Regions from separate parts of the Gossypium arboreum genome. Here region 2 is linked to region 1. The links are chromatin contacts, called in public Hi-C maps. All regions are on one chromosome and are shown on one strand. The core of a region is the stretch at or near the end of the contact, and the rest is flanking DNA. Distances in the headings are between cores, read along the strand shown. Region 1 has its middle 45 kb from the start of LOC128281376. Region 2 holds the start of LOC108473011 (protein DEEPER ROOTING 1-like).

Evidence for each region. A called contact is a pair of places that touch in the nucleus more often than the background predicts.
Region 2: a Hi-C map of leaf shows a contact between it and region 1, with 3 times the contacts expected there. The contact joins the promoter of LOC108473011 here to the enhancer-like site in region 1. A contact is called at or near these places in 2 of 5 Hi-C or Micro-C datasets (both in leaf).

The regions. Positions count from the first base shown.
Region 1 is chr10:5,926,892-5,933,545 of ASM2569848v2, reverse strand. No RefSeq gene overlaps it. Among protein-coding and RNA genes, the nearest start is that of LOC128281376, 45 kb to the right of the region's middle. Within about 2 kb of position 3,580, at least 2 of the 2 cell types and tissues checked have an H3K27ac peak or open chromatin away from gene starts, as enhancers often do. A contact at or near this core is called in leaf, where this site is marked.
Region 2 is chr10:6,031,094-6,037,747 of ASM2569848v2, reverse strand. It overlaps LOC108473011 (protein DEEPER ROOTING 1-like), which reads right to left and starts at 2,652. Exons shown (of 5, transcript XM_017774583.2): 1 at 2,397-2,652; 2 at 2,244-2,316; 3 at 1,618-2,171; 4 at 1,362-1,539; 5 at 1,229-1,248. The coding sequence starts at 2,402. The coding sequence ends at 1,229.

The sequences.
Region 1 (6,654 bases), core at 2,331-4,830:
TGATTGCATAAAGTAACTTAGGATAGATAATAAAACTACTTGTGCTAAAGTAATTCTTCCAGCAAGCGAAAGTTGTCGGGCATCCCAACTGCAAAGTTTACCCCTCACCTTATCCACAAAGAATCTTAAAGTATTATTAGTAACCTTCTTATGAAAAAGTGAAACCCCTAAATACGAGCCATGATTCTACACCACTTGAATCCCGAAGAAGTCATTAATGCATCTCTGAATATTCTCGTCTACTCCTTTTGAAAAAATCATATTGGATTTCTGTAGATTAACGTTATGTCCCGAAACCCCATAAAATTCGTCTAAAACTTCCTTAATAACACGTGTCTGCTCCACCTCAGCCTGACCAAAAAGAATCAAATCATCCGCAAAAAAAAATAAAAAAGAGATGGACCTGACTTTGATAGCCGATTAGGCAACCAGTTTCCATTCGCTATGGCTGCGTGAATACCATGCCCTAGCCATTCCATACACAGGATAAAAAGGTATGGTGAAAGGGGGCGCCCTTGACGGACTCCTCTTGCCGGTTTGAACTTCTGGGAAGGTGCTCCATTCCAAAGCACCTGCGTCGTTGAACTAGAAATGGCTGACATAATAACATTACAAAGAAAGTTAGGAATACCTACAGCCCGTAGGGAAGTGTCTATGAAGTCACATCGAACTTTTTCGAGGTCAATTTTAATGGTCATCCATCTTTTATTTTTTTGCTTGCTGTTCATCGAATGAATTACCTCCTGCGCTATGATGATGTTATCATTTATATTTCTTCCCAAAACAAATCCAGCTTCCTATAATTTTTGGGAATACAAATTTAAACCTATTTGCAATAACTTTCATCACAAGCTTGTAAAGCACCGAACAAAGACTAATTAGGCGAAACAGCGAGAAACATTCTGGATGCTATACTTTGGGAATAAAGATAATAAGGGAGTTGTTAAGGTCTTGATTAATGGAATCGCCATCGAAAATCCTTTTGACCCAATCACAAATCGAGGGCCCAACAATCCCCCATTGACTGTGATAGAAAATAGCGTGTAAACTATCACTACCGGGTGCTTTTAGAGGTGCCATGTCAAAAAGGGCTTGTTTAATCTCCTCATCAGAAATGGGCATACTAAGGAATTGAATTTCTTTCTGCTCGAGAGACGGGAAAGCACTACTCTCAATACTACCAATTCTCCTAGACTGTTCTTCGTACAACTTCCTATAAAAATTGACTGCTTCCTGTTTTAGCTCTTCATCATCCATAACCCATTCCCCTTCTTGATATTTCAGGGCAAGAATACGATTATGCTTCCTTCTCTGAAGAGTTCTCTTATGAAAAAAATCTTGTGTTGCAATCTCCAAAAACAAACCAATCACACCTAATCTTCTGTATCCATAAAAGTTCCTCATGATGTAACAATGTCTCAAGTTCTTCTCGAGTTTCTAGCTCAACCTGATTTAAAAAGGCCGAGTTATTCCGATCAATCACCTTTTGGATATTATCCAGCTTTTTCTTCAAAAAATTCTTTCACTGCATAATGTGTCCATAAACCTCCTTATTCCATAATTTAACTTGATCAGTGAAGGTAGCATAAGCATTCAACATATTTCTCGTAAACCTCCAATTCATCTTCACAAACTCAGAAAACCCCAGATGCTCAACTCAGCCAGCCAGAAAACGAAAAGGTCTCTTAGAGGAAGGTTGAATTTCTAGCATAATAGAAAGCTTGAGCGGCCTATGATCAGATTTAAGTTTCTGAAGATGAAAAATCTTAGATAAAGGAAACTTTAGATTCCAAGCTTCGTTGCAAATTGCCCTGTCTAGTCTCTTAAAAACTCCCCCTCCATTCCAAGTAAAGTTAGGACCACTAAATCCCAGATCATGCAGCCTCAGGGAGTCCATGAACTCACTAAAAAGAGCACACCTTTTACCAACAGCCCGACCACCTCTTTTTTCACACAAATTGAGAATAACATTGAAATCACCAATCGCAAGCCACGGAGTCTCGTCCACTAGTACAATATATTTGAGAGCATCCTATAATTCCTTCCGCTTTTGGCTATTAGGGCTGCCATAAACAAAAGTGACCAATACCGGTCGTCGAAAATACTTTCCAAAAATTCTAAGAGTAATAAACTGAGAATGGTTACCCAAATTCCTCCAGAATAACCAACAGCCTGCACATGATGTGAGAATTCAAACCCGAGCTTAGCAATAACAGAATCAGCTTTAGAACCACTAACCCTTGTTTCTAAAAGACCAACTAAGTCAGGCTTATGCTCTCTATTATATTCCCAAAAAATACGAGGAAATTTTAGGCTAGCACAACCTTGACAATTCCAACAAAAAATAGTAAAGTTCATATTTAAAATAAAAAATTAAAAAATAACAAAATAAAGATACCACCAAATCATTTGGGTGCGGGTCTAGGATCACTAGTCTGACTCTCAATATTTCCTCTGATTATATCTGCTCTAGTCTCAACTTGCGACTTGACAAGATTAACCATGGAGCTAATAGCTTTTGTCAACGGAATTTTAGAAATTCTCGCATTTTTTAATTTACCTTCTTTTTCTTTGAACGAACGATTAAGAGAGGCTCCACCACAGTTATTAGCAATTTTAATCTCTGAAACACGTCCTCTGGAAATAGAAAAAGATTTGTTAGTATTAACTAAAATATTTTTCTTGTTACCTTTTTGCGTTTTAATCTCATTATTTCCCTTGAAAATAAATGCCGAATGATGCTTGGGATCTAAAAATTTTGTGTCTAATTTGACAACAGAGTCATTCAGGCCTTTAAACATAGGATTATTGTGAATTAAATTATGACCTCTATTTTCAGAGGCACCCGAATGTACATTTGTAGTTTCCTGGTCAAAACCAATATTAGCAGAAAGGCCACTTGGACCCTATTTGTCCAAATTAGGATTCTGATCCTTAAATAAAGACTTATCCAGACCACCAAGGTTAAGTCCATTTAAAGACACATGACCATCTGGCCCAGTTCTTCCACCCCTTGGCCTACCACGCTGAATGTCCATCGGCCTGCTTGTTTGCGCCTTACCCTCTTTCAGACGCAAAGCACCTGCATTCGACAAAAAGGAAATATAATTAAAAAGGAGAAGATTAATAGGTAGGTCCTTATCTTTTTGAATAAAATCCTCTGGCCCCATAGGTCTTTTCCCCTGAGCCTTAGAAAAATTATAATCTTTTAAAATATTTTGCCCAACAAGACTTGGCCCGCTATTCCCTTTGTCCCAGAATAGGCCTAACCGACTTTCTCAAATTCCCTTCTTCTTCACGACCCAAACTAGATGAGTAGCCCGATTCTCCCTTAGAAGAACCCCTATTTTCATTCAACAAATTCCCCACAGTTACTTGGTCGTTCCCCTCTTCAGTCAACCCCCCATCAGCTCCAATAATATCTCCCCCTGAGATACCATCCACCATTAATGGCGCAAATCTGGAACCCAACGGGTTCTTTCCAAGTTTCACATCTCCTTTAGCCCGACAGTCCCGTTTACCCCGCCGTGATTTTCTCTCTGCTAACATCCATGGTCCATAATCGGCGCTCTTTCCATTACTGACTTCTCCAACACCTTCCCTGTGAGCCACCGCATTTTCAGTCACCGGCCTCTCTAAAGGTACCTTAACACTCACCGTCGGGCACGGTTCTTTAACATGCCCGTACTTTTCGCAACTAAAGCAGACCGTCGGGAGCGCCTCGTATTCGACCCGTTGTATGGTTCCATCAACCAAAACTTTTGTAATTCCATTCAAATTACTAACTTTTGTAATTATATGATCAGATACATTAGTGTTTTCAAATTTAATGGACAGGCGAGCAGTTAGGGCAAGTGCCCGGCTCTAAAATCGAAATATTTTTTATCTAGGTTTTTTAAAATTTTAACTTAGTAAAAATAAAATTACACTATAATCTCTTAAAATTATAAAAATTTAATTTAATATTTTAAAAATTATAAAGATATAACCTATTAAAATAATGAAATTACATTTGTATTATTGTGAAAATTACGATTTAATTTCGCTCCCTTCAAATAATTTCTTACTTCGCCCCTATTAATGGATAATTTTAGGGTGTATTTGGATGAGAGATTTGTTGGAGGTATTTCATTTGTAACAAGCTTTTCAAAATTCAAAATCTGAATTAACATATTAGGATAAATATTTTAAAATTTTAAAATTTTTGAGTAATTTTAAGAGAGGGTTTTATTAGCTCAATTTCCTTTTTCAAATTTGACCTAAAATGATGGATTTTTTTAATTTCTCATATTTTTATTTGATTTAATACACGTTGTCCTGCTATAATATAAGAACTTAAACTTCAAAAATAAATTTTATTTAATTCTAATATATATTTTAAGTTTTATTCTTTTAAAACTAGTTATAAAATTATACAAATACAATGATATTCATATTGATTTTTATATTATTTATTGTAATACAATTATTCTTCTTTTCTAATTAATTTTAATTTTAAAATTTCAATAACTTAGCTTTTCTTAAATTTCGATTACAAATGTATTTTGAATTGATGGGTTCTAAAATACTAACATTTTAAAATCTCAAAATTTTAAATTTCATCGTCCAAACAATCTCTAAGTATATAAAATCGCTAATTTTGGTAATATTATTCTTACCTTAATTTAATTATATATATTTATAGTATACAATTAGTATTTGAAGTTTTTTAATTTATATATACTTTTAGTATCCTCCGTATTTAATTTACCGTCCATGTTTAGGATTCAAACTATAATTCATGATAATATTGTCTTCAAAATTTGAATCTGCATTTCTCATTGGAATGTAATACATCTTACCATTATACCTAACACTTTACCATAAATGAAAATAAGCATCATTTATCTTTATATCTCGTGGAATAATATTATTCTTTTAATTATGACATAATTTATAGTATTTGAAAATTTTAATCTAAAAAAATTATATTATGAAAATATAAGATGAATAAAAGTAATTTTATTTTTAAATATTAAAAATAATTTTATTTTCATATTCCTAATAATTATATATTTTAAACTTATAAATTGAAAAGAACTAAATTAAATACATCAGAAATCAAAATATATTTAAATAATTACAGGTCAAAGGAAGTAACCATTTAGAATCATTAACTTTTGGGTTTTTATAAAAGTAACGACTAATTATGAAAATGACCCAACTTATCAAAATATATTTAAATATTTCATGTCAAAGGAAGTAACCATTTAGAATCATTGACTTTTGGGTTTCTTTTTTTTTTATAAAAGTAACATAAATTCTGTGACTAATTATAAAAATCACCCAACTTAAATATTATGTATGTAAATGACCCAATTTTTACTGTGTTCTTCAGTGTTGCCCGACATACCGACAACATCGACCCTCATCATCGACCAATGATTGTATTTTTTAAAAAAATATATAAATTTTTAGTGGTGTTGCGGGATAAATTGGCGGCACCAAACTGAAGTTTGATTATATAAAATGTTTAGGGACTTAATGAGGTAATTACCCTTTTTAAATTGGCTGAAAATGTGGTGCCCTATGTTGAGATGTTTCAACTTTTAGTTTATTTGCATGTTAGGTCTGTCTCCTTTTAAAATTAAATTTTAATAGCCTTTAAAAATGATAAGAATAACAGAATTAAACCCTTATCAAATTTTTTAATTTTTTTAAACAATAAACTTAAAAAATTATAGAAAATCCCAAATATATGCCTAAAAAAATTTCCTTAAATTTATCTAAATTCAAATATTTTCGTTCCGTTAGGGATGTAGTGTATGTTTTGCCAGTTCAAGAAAAAAAAATCATATATAGAAAGTAAATTCATCTAACGCTCCGCGAATAGTAGTGTTTGTTCATCAATTCAATGAATAGTTAAGTCAATTCGTTCACATACAATTATATGTCTGTTCACGAAAGTGTTATGTATCTATTTTTTAAAAAGACATCTCTTTTCAACAAATATATAAAGGACTTGGTATTAAGGTTATGACCACGGTTCTTAAAAAATCAACTAGAAATTCTTATTACTTTTTTTTTTATATTTCAGTATTTACTACCGTTTGTAAACATGGAAAATCAAGAGCAAGGAAGACAAAGCTTTTCAAAGCACTTGACTCAAAACGAAGTAAAAGATCGTATCATATTCTTCTCTTACACTGATGTTGCCCCATTCTTTGAGTTTCAAGAAGGTCGTCTATTTTTCGTGGATGTTACGGATAGTCTAGGAAAAGCATGGACATTTATAGGTACATTTTATGCGAACCCAGAAGTTGGTAAGTATGTATCAATAAAATGCCCACAATTTTCAAGTGAGAAAGGATTGAAAGCTAACGACGAAGTTATATTTACGGAAAGGCCCCGACGTGAAGGTGATGCACCTTGGAAGAAATTCAATGTTATAATCAAGAGAAAAATTAGATTATTTGGGCAAGACATTTGGAGAGAACTTAAGGTGTAAATTTTGAAGTAAAAATTTATGCGTTTAATGTACCAAATATTTCATAATATTTAATAAAACTCATGGTTGTTAATTTTAATTATTCACTATCAATTTTTAATTCTATATTTTCATGGGTGAGTAATATATATTGAAATAAATTCCTAGGTATTAGCATTTGTAATATA
Region 2 (6,654 bases), core at 1,403-3,902, 110 kb before region 1:
TTGACTTCTTCTCCATGTAGTTTTGATAAAGTAGAAATCTCAATTTTAATGTGAATATAACTTCTTGATAAATTTCCAATAATTATCCAAAATAAAGTAGAATTAATCTCCTTAAAAACAACCATAAAACATGTCTTTGAGATTAAGAAAAACTCTCACCATAATCAAGTGATTAAGTCTTTAATTGATCAGGTAACTAAACAATCATTGTTGGACAATTTTGGCTCTAATAATATCTCATGAAAATATATATTTATTGGATATTTATATAAAAGACTTTTCTGTTAGTGATTTCTTCTGATTTATTTGAAGTTTAAAAATTAAAAAAAAAAAATTGTTCTACACCATCGAATCTATTGTTTCAATTTTATAATTTATTTTATCTATTGAGTCAGGCGTGGATGGTGTAGCTTTGCAAATGAGAAGTAGACCTTAAAGGACTTTTGGTTTGGGCCTCATCCTGAGCCTTGACAAAGACATGGCTTAGTTATGCTGTATTATCAATATTCAGTCCCTAAAAAGAAATCTTCACATGAACCTTTGTCTTGAGGGAGGGACCAGGAAAGAAATGCAGAATTGATGAGAGTTTTTAAGGTCCTCTCTCAGCTAATCTGACTTTGGTCCCAACCTTAGTCTTCAACTTTTATTTCAACCTTAGTCCTCTCTCAGTTAATCTGATTTTAGTTCAACATTTAATACTTTAGTGGTAAACAATAACATTCCATCCAAAGCTTAATTTTTATTGAAATATTATTTGCACAGTCAAGGTGTTCCACAAATCTCAATAATTGCTTATCAATTCAAAATATTATTCACCTCTAAATTCATCTTACAAAAGGTGAAGTTAAAAAAACAAAGAAAAAGAAAAAGTGGGTCAAGAAAAACAGGATATAAAAAATAATGTCTAGCTGTGCTTAGTGCCAATACAGATATCCATTGCAGATATCTCAGAAACATGGCTTGCACTGCATCCACAGTTACAATCATGTAAAAAAGGGGAAGCACAGCTAGTACAAACAGACATTCTTGTCTGAATCGTACACCCTTTTTTTTGTTTGTTTGTTTGTCCTGTAATACTTTTGAGCCACCCACCAGATATAGAATTTATTCATGGATTTACCCCTTCCAAATTACTCTCCTGAACCATTCAAGGCAGCTATTCCAGTTCTTGACTCCTACATCTTACCTTTGTAATCTTGGCGCTTTCAACTATGTAGGTAGGTTGATTTTATATCTCTAGAACAATATCTGCAATATGGAAAATAAAAAAATTATTATTATTTATTTAGAGGTTTACTCTGTATACATGTTTTTGCTAATAATTAACTTTATTATGAAAATCCCAAGATGGAATTACTTACATTCAGAATCTGTTTTCACCCATTTACCTCCATCTTCACTCTTTCTCTCCAGTGTTTCATTTTCATCTGGAATTTTTTGCCTTTTGTGTGTTTGCTTGTCCTCCAAGTATTTCTTCATTGATGATTCTCTAGTTGGATTTTGACTGTAAATCTTCTTGTGAAGCATTACCCTCAAAAGCTGCATTGTGATTTAAGAAAAACCAATCAATCAAAGAAAATATTTTCAGTTAACTAAAGCTTTTACCATGAATTTTACCTTCTCCATTCTTGATTCTTGTAGCGTATCTCTCAAAGTTGGTGTAGGTGGAAATCCACCTGAACAAACAAACATCTTCTTCAAAAGGAAAGAAATTGATTTCTTCCCAATGGCCTTTTTCTTATTATCTTCACCACATATGTCTTTACATCTGCCGAGGATAATGCTAATGGTTCGATCGATGTCTTCCTCCGATCTATCCCCTGCATCACTGCAAACCGCATTGCTAAACCTTCTATCCACTTCCAAGCTTGATGGACAATTAAGAAATCTATCCAATGGTAAACTTGCTACTTCTTTTTTTGTGTCGGGGTTCGGTTTTCGGGACAAGAGTTTCGTTAGTTCCTTTTGTAGTTTCCCGACTTCTTCGACCGTGAACTCTTGTAAATCATTGGACGAACATGGCTCTTGGTCTTGAATCTCAATGGGATCCTGTTGAATGGTGCTTTGGGATTCAGGGTTTTCTTTAAGCTCGTTGTTACCAAATGTCCCTATTGCTAACAGTCCATGTGGCCAATCACTGAACTCCTCTCGAGGCTCTTGTTTCATATGATCTACAACAGAAAAAGAAAAATGTTACACTATGTGCTTAGACATGACTTAATTCAGACAACAGCAATGCTTACAAGTAGCAGATATTGTATTTGATTTGCTGGTTCCTTGTTTCCCATTGAGCTTATTTTGCATCCAACCAAAGAACTGTAATCAAACATTTCATAAATTTGATATCATTACATGATATATATGACATCTAGATTGAAAATCATGACAAAACATACCTTCATTTTTTTCAGATATGTGGAGCAGGACAAGCTAAAGAGAATGGAAGGGAATGAAAATGGGGGAGGTTTTTGTAATGAAAATTTGAAATCAAGTGGAGAATGTATATTAGAAAACTAAGTAGATCTCAAAAGCCAATGAGAAATGAACTTGGAAAAAAGGGATTGTATTTTGATGAATTTCATGAAATATTGGTTCAAGTTCCTATAAACAGCGGCCTTTCTGCAACTAATGTATTCATTCCCCCACCACAACTTTGAAGACATTCTCTTCCAAATATATACACTATGGATGTATGCATGTATGTATGTAAAGTCCACATCTATGGGGATACCATGGGTCTGGAACATCCTGTTTAGTCCAATGAATGGCCAAAAATGCTGATTTCAAGACAAAAAGTTCTAGTAAAAGTCTTTTAAGTCTCAATCTCTATAACTTATCATCAAACGGCTGTGGCAGTGACACAATGAAACATCTTTTCTCTTTCCCCTGGAAAAAGGGTTTACAACGACAAGCTGTAATATGATAATATATAAACGAATCTTGTGTTAAACATTGTTTCCTTTTGATACTAAGTGTTGGGCTTGCACATGTTCTATAAACTAGGATGGATTAAAATAATGTTGGAGATTAGTTAAAGTAATACGAATGCTTAAAGTGATTTTGTTGATCTCAGTAGTGGTTATTTGGAGGAAAAGGACAACATTGTCAGATAACATGCTGGAATTCTCAAGCAAAACCTTTGCATGTATGGAACCATCATCGTAGCTATCTATTTTCTCTTGTATAATTTCATTGATTTGCAATGCCTTTCCAACTATAAAACAATAAAATATTATTTTGTTTTTATTTTCAAGGCTCTCTCATGATTTTCCTACCAATTACATTAAAACACATTTTTTTGAAATCTTAATAAGAAAAAGAATATGCTTTTTTAAATAAATAAAGCATCCATGATTTTTAATTGGTGAGTGGTGTCATCCATGATGTTATGTATATTAACGTGGCTATGTTAATGACCTCGATTAAGCGTAATTAAGAACACAATTAGCTATGTGTAGGATGTTCTTTGGTTGGATTGCTAAACCGATGCACGAAGGGGATATCCCTTCAAGACCTAATTTAATATTTAATAAAACCAAATTAATATCACTCTGTAAGTTAGTCATGGACTTCTTTTTCTTTTTTTTTTTTCTCTCTCATAAAAGATTTCATATTTATTTCTTAAACAATTTTATTTTTATTTTCCTTTATAAAAATAAATAATTAAAATTGGCCATACTCATCATTCAAATATAAAGATTAAAGTTAAACAAAATCTATTAATATATACCCTAATTGATGAAATCCTCGAGATGCAATAAGAGAATGAAAAGGAATGATCGCTGCCACCAAGATTATTTAAGAGCAAAGCCATGTGAGTTATTGTAAAAAGTAGGTGTCTAGGGTTTAGGAACCAAGCTAAAATCTGGAAAATCTTACTAATTCTGGAATCTTTAGGAACTTTGACTTTACATCAAACCAAGGCATGAGCTGATGTGGAACTCAACCCTCCATGCATTTGACTACCTCCTCAACATTTAAAATTATTATTTTTTGACAAATAATTAACTTTAATTTTAAACCTAAAATAATGGGGTTTGTTTTCCATTGAGATTAACTAAAGGTTAAGGGCCATGATAATAGACCACATACTCTTTTTTTTTTATAAAGTACTTATTTTTCTTTAATTGGATAATATTGAAACGATAAATTAAATTCAATCATGATATATATTGAAAATAAAATAAATTATTGTGAATAGATAAAAATTTTAAAACTAAGATAAAACTGTAGTTCAAACTTTTTGTATAATTATTATTAAATAAAAAATTGATGAACTTCACAGGTTGAGTTGGTAAAACATTTTATTATTCAAAAAATTTACAAATTAATAGTTTTATTTCTAAACTATTAGTTGTTTGGGTTGGGCCATTACTTTTAGATTTACGTATAGTTTGAATATTTGGGATGCCCGTGTGCTTATTTTTCCTTTCTTTTTCTTATAAAACAAACATTATTTTAAGTTTATATATTGTATGCATAAAAATATTATTGAATATTGATGTATTTATTTTTTTAAATGTGTATAATTGAATCAAAATCAAAATTATATATATATTTAAAATACAATAAAAATTTCATATATATAACTACACCAGATCAAAATTCAAATATCAAAATACACATCAAATTAAAATTCCAAAATATGTTATTTACATCTACAAAGGAATAAAATTGAAATATTGTAAACTTTTTTAATGTAGCATAAAATGCTTGAAACCTGACCAATGATTCCAGTGATGTTGTTCTTTAAGGCAATATTTGATGCTATCTTATCCTCAAAAGAACAACTTTTGAAGTAAATAAATATACGTGGTTATATTAACACCTATGATAGTTGATGAAAGTCGCAGAATCTTATGCATATTAACTCATCAGAAATACAATGATTGAATCTATATTGAAAATGAAGGGAATAACTTTATGTAAGTGTCAATGTTTTGTTTTGTAATGGGGTATATTTCAGAGAACAATAATATAATTTGAATTCAGTCATTAGGCTCTATATTAGGTATATGAGTTGATACATAGAATTAATAAAGAGGGAATAAAGAGGAGCAGATGATAGTGATTTGAGGACCGATTCATTTATGATAGATGGAGAGTCAGAATATTAGGTTGAAGGAAGAGGAGGAGGAGAGGAGAGAAAGGAGAAAGTTGGGAGACTTAAGGTTTCTTAAAAAGGAAGAAAGATTGACTCTTAGTCTTTGTGCTTCGGGGTATATATAGGGGAAGGTCCCCTATTGGTAATGTCATGTCAACGAGCTAGCAGAGGGTGCGATTGGACATATAAAGTTAAGTATCAAATGATTTATAATTAAATTCCGACTTTTTTCCTATTATTATAAACTCATTTAGTCACGAAGTCATTCCACTATAGTATCGTGACTAAGCTCTCCCCAGCAACATACGATTACGAAAGCAACTACTTAATACTCGTCTAATGACCTTGTCATAAGTGTGTTACCCTCATAGGATATCATTGATCTCTTTGGGATAATATCCGTTCTCCAAATATGATCCTATTTTATCTCATAGTAATCATTATATCTTCCTTCATGAAAAGTCAATCACTATCAAATAGTGATCAAGTCTTCCATCACAAAGACGGATAACCCGTGGCCACATTTACTTTTTATCAACCATGTAATGCTAATTGGAGGATATCATTTATCCATGTTTTGGGCTATAAATTCTACTGTTGTGAATGATGCTACATATTACAGAAGTAGTACACCCAGCACACTAGCTTTCACTTCCTTATTTATTTGAACTCAGACTTTTACTTACATCAAAGTGTATGAGTCACACAAACATTGTCCGCCATCTGCTCAAGATTTAGGTATACCATACTATGAACGTTACAAGTGAATAAATCCATAAACAGATTTAGGATCTATTCTACTTGAGTCCTGTTTGATGTACTGTCAATCATATCTATGTCTCTATCTTTTGGGAGTTATCCACTCCGATACTTAAGACAAGGCATCTCCCTAATTGGACTTGATAGATACATATTAGTCTTTCAATCAGATTGCTCATTTTCGATTAGACTAAGGATATAATTAGGTTCGTCATTAATACAACCTATGTTTTCATACTACGATCCGATCACGTAATACCACCTAGTATTAGTTAGACATTTAGACAACCAATGAGCAACATTTGCTTATATTTTGCTTTGCTTGCAAAAACCATGTGAGGACAATTATACGAAGTATATTAATGTAATCAATGAATTTGTTTTATTAACCAATTTGTTTGAAAAAATTACAAGTGTATATTGACGAAAATACTACACTTAGGGCACCAGATCCAACAAATATATCATAGGGCTAATCTAAATAAGCATAGGTTATATAATATATGATGGTAGTATTTGGTATGATTGTAAGTGGTCACTTTCTTGGGAATTTAATCAGTTGGAAAGTAATTTCAACATTTGATATATCAAATTTATTTACTTTTTTTTGGAATCTAACTTTCTCTTGAGAGTTATTTTCCATGAACATGACAATGGATCTTCATGATAAAATGTGAGAAAGTTAATTTCTCATATAGATTGGAAAGTTTTAAAAACCTAGATAAAATTAATACTATTTTAAATTAGCTTATGACATTAGTCTATTGATAAACGTAAAGAAGAAGAAAAAG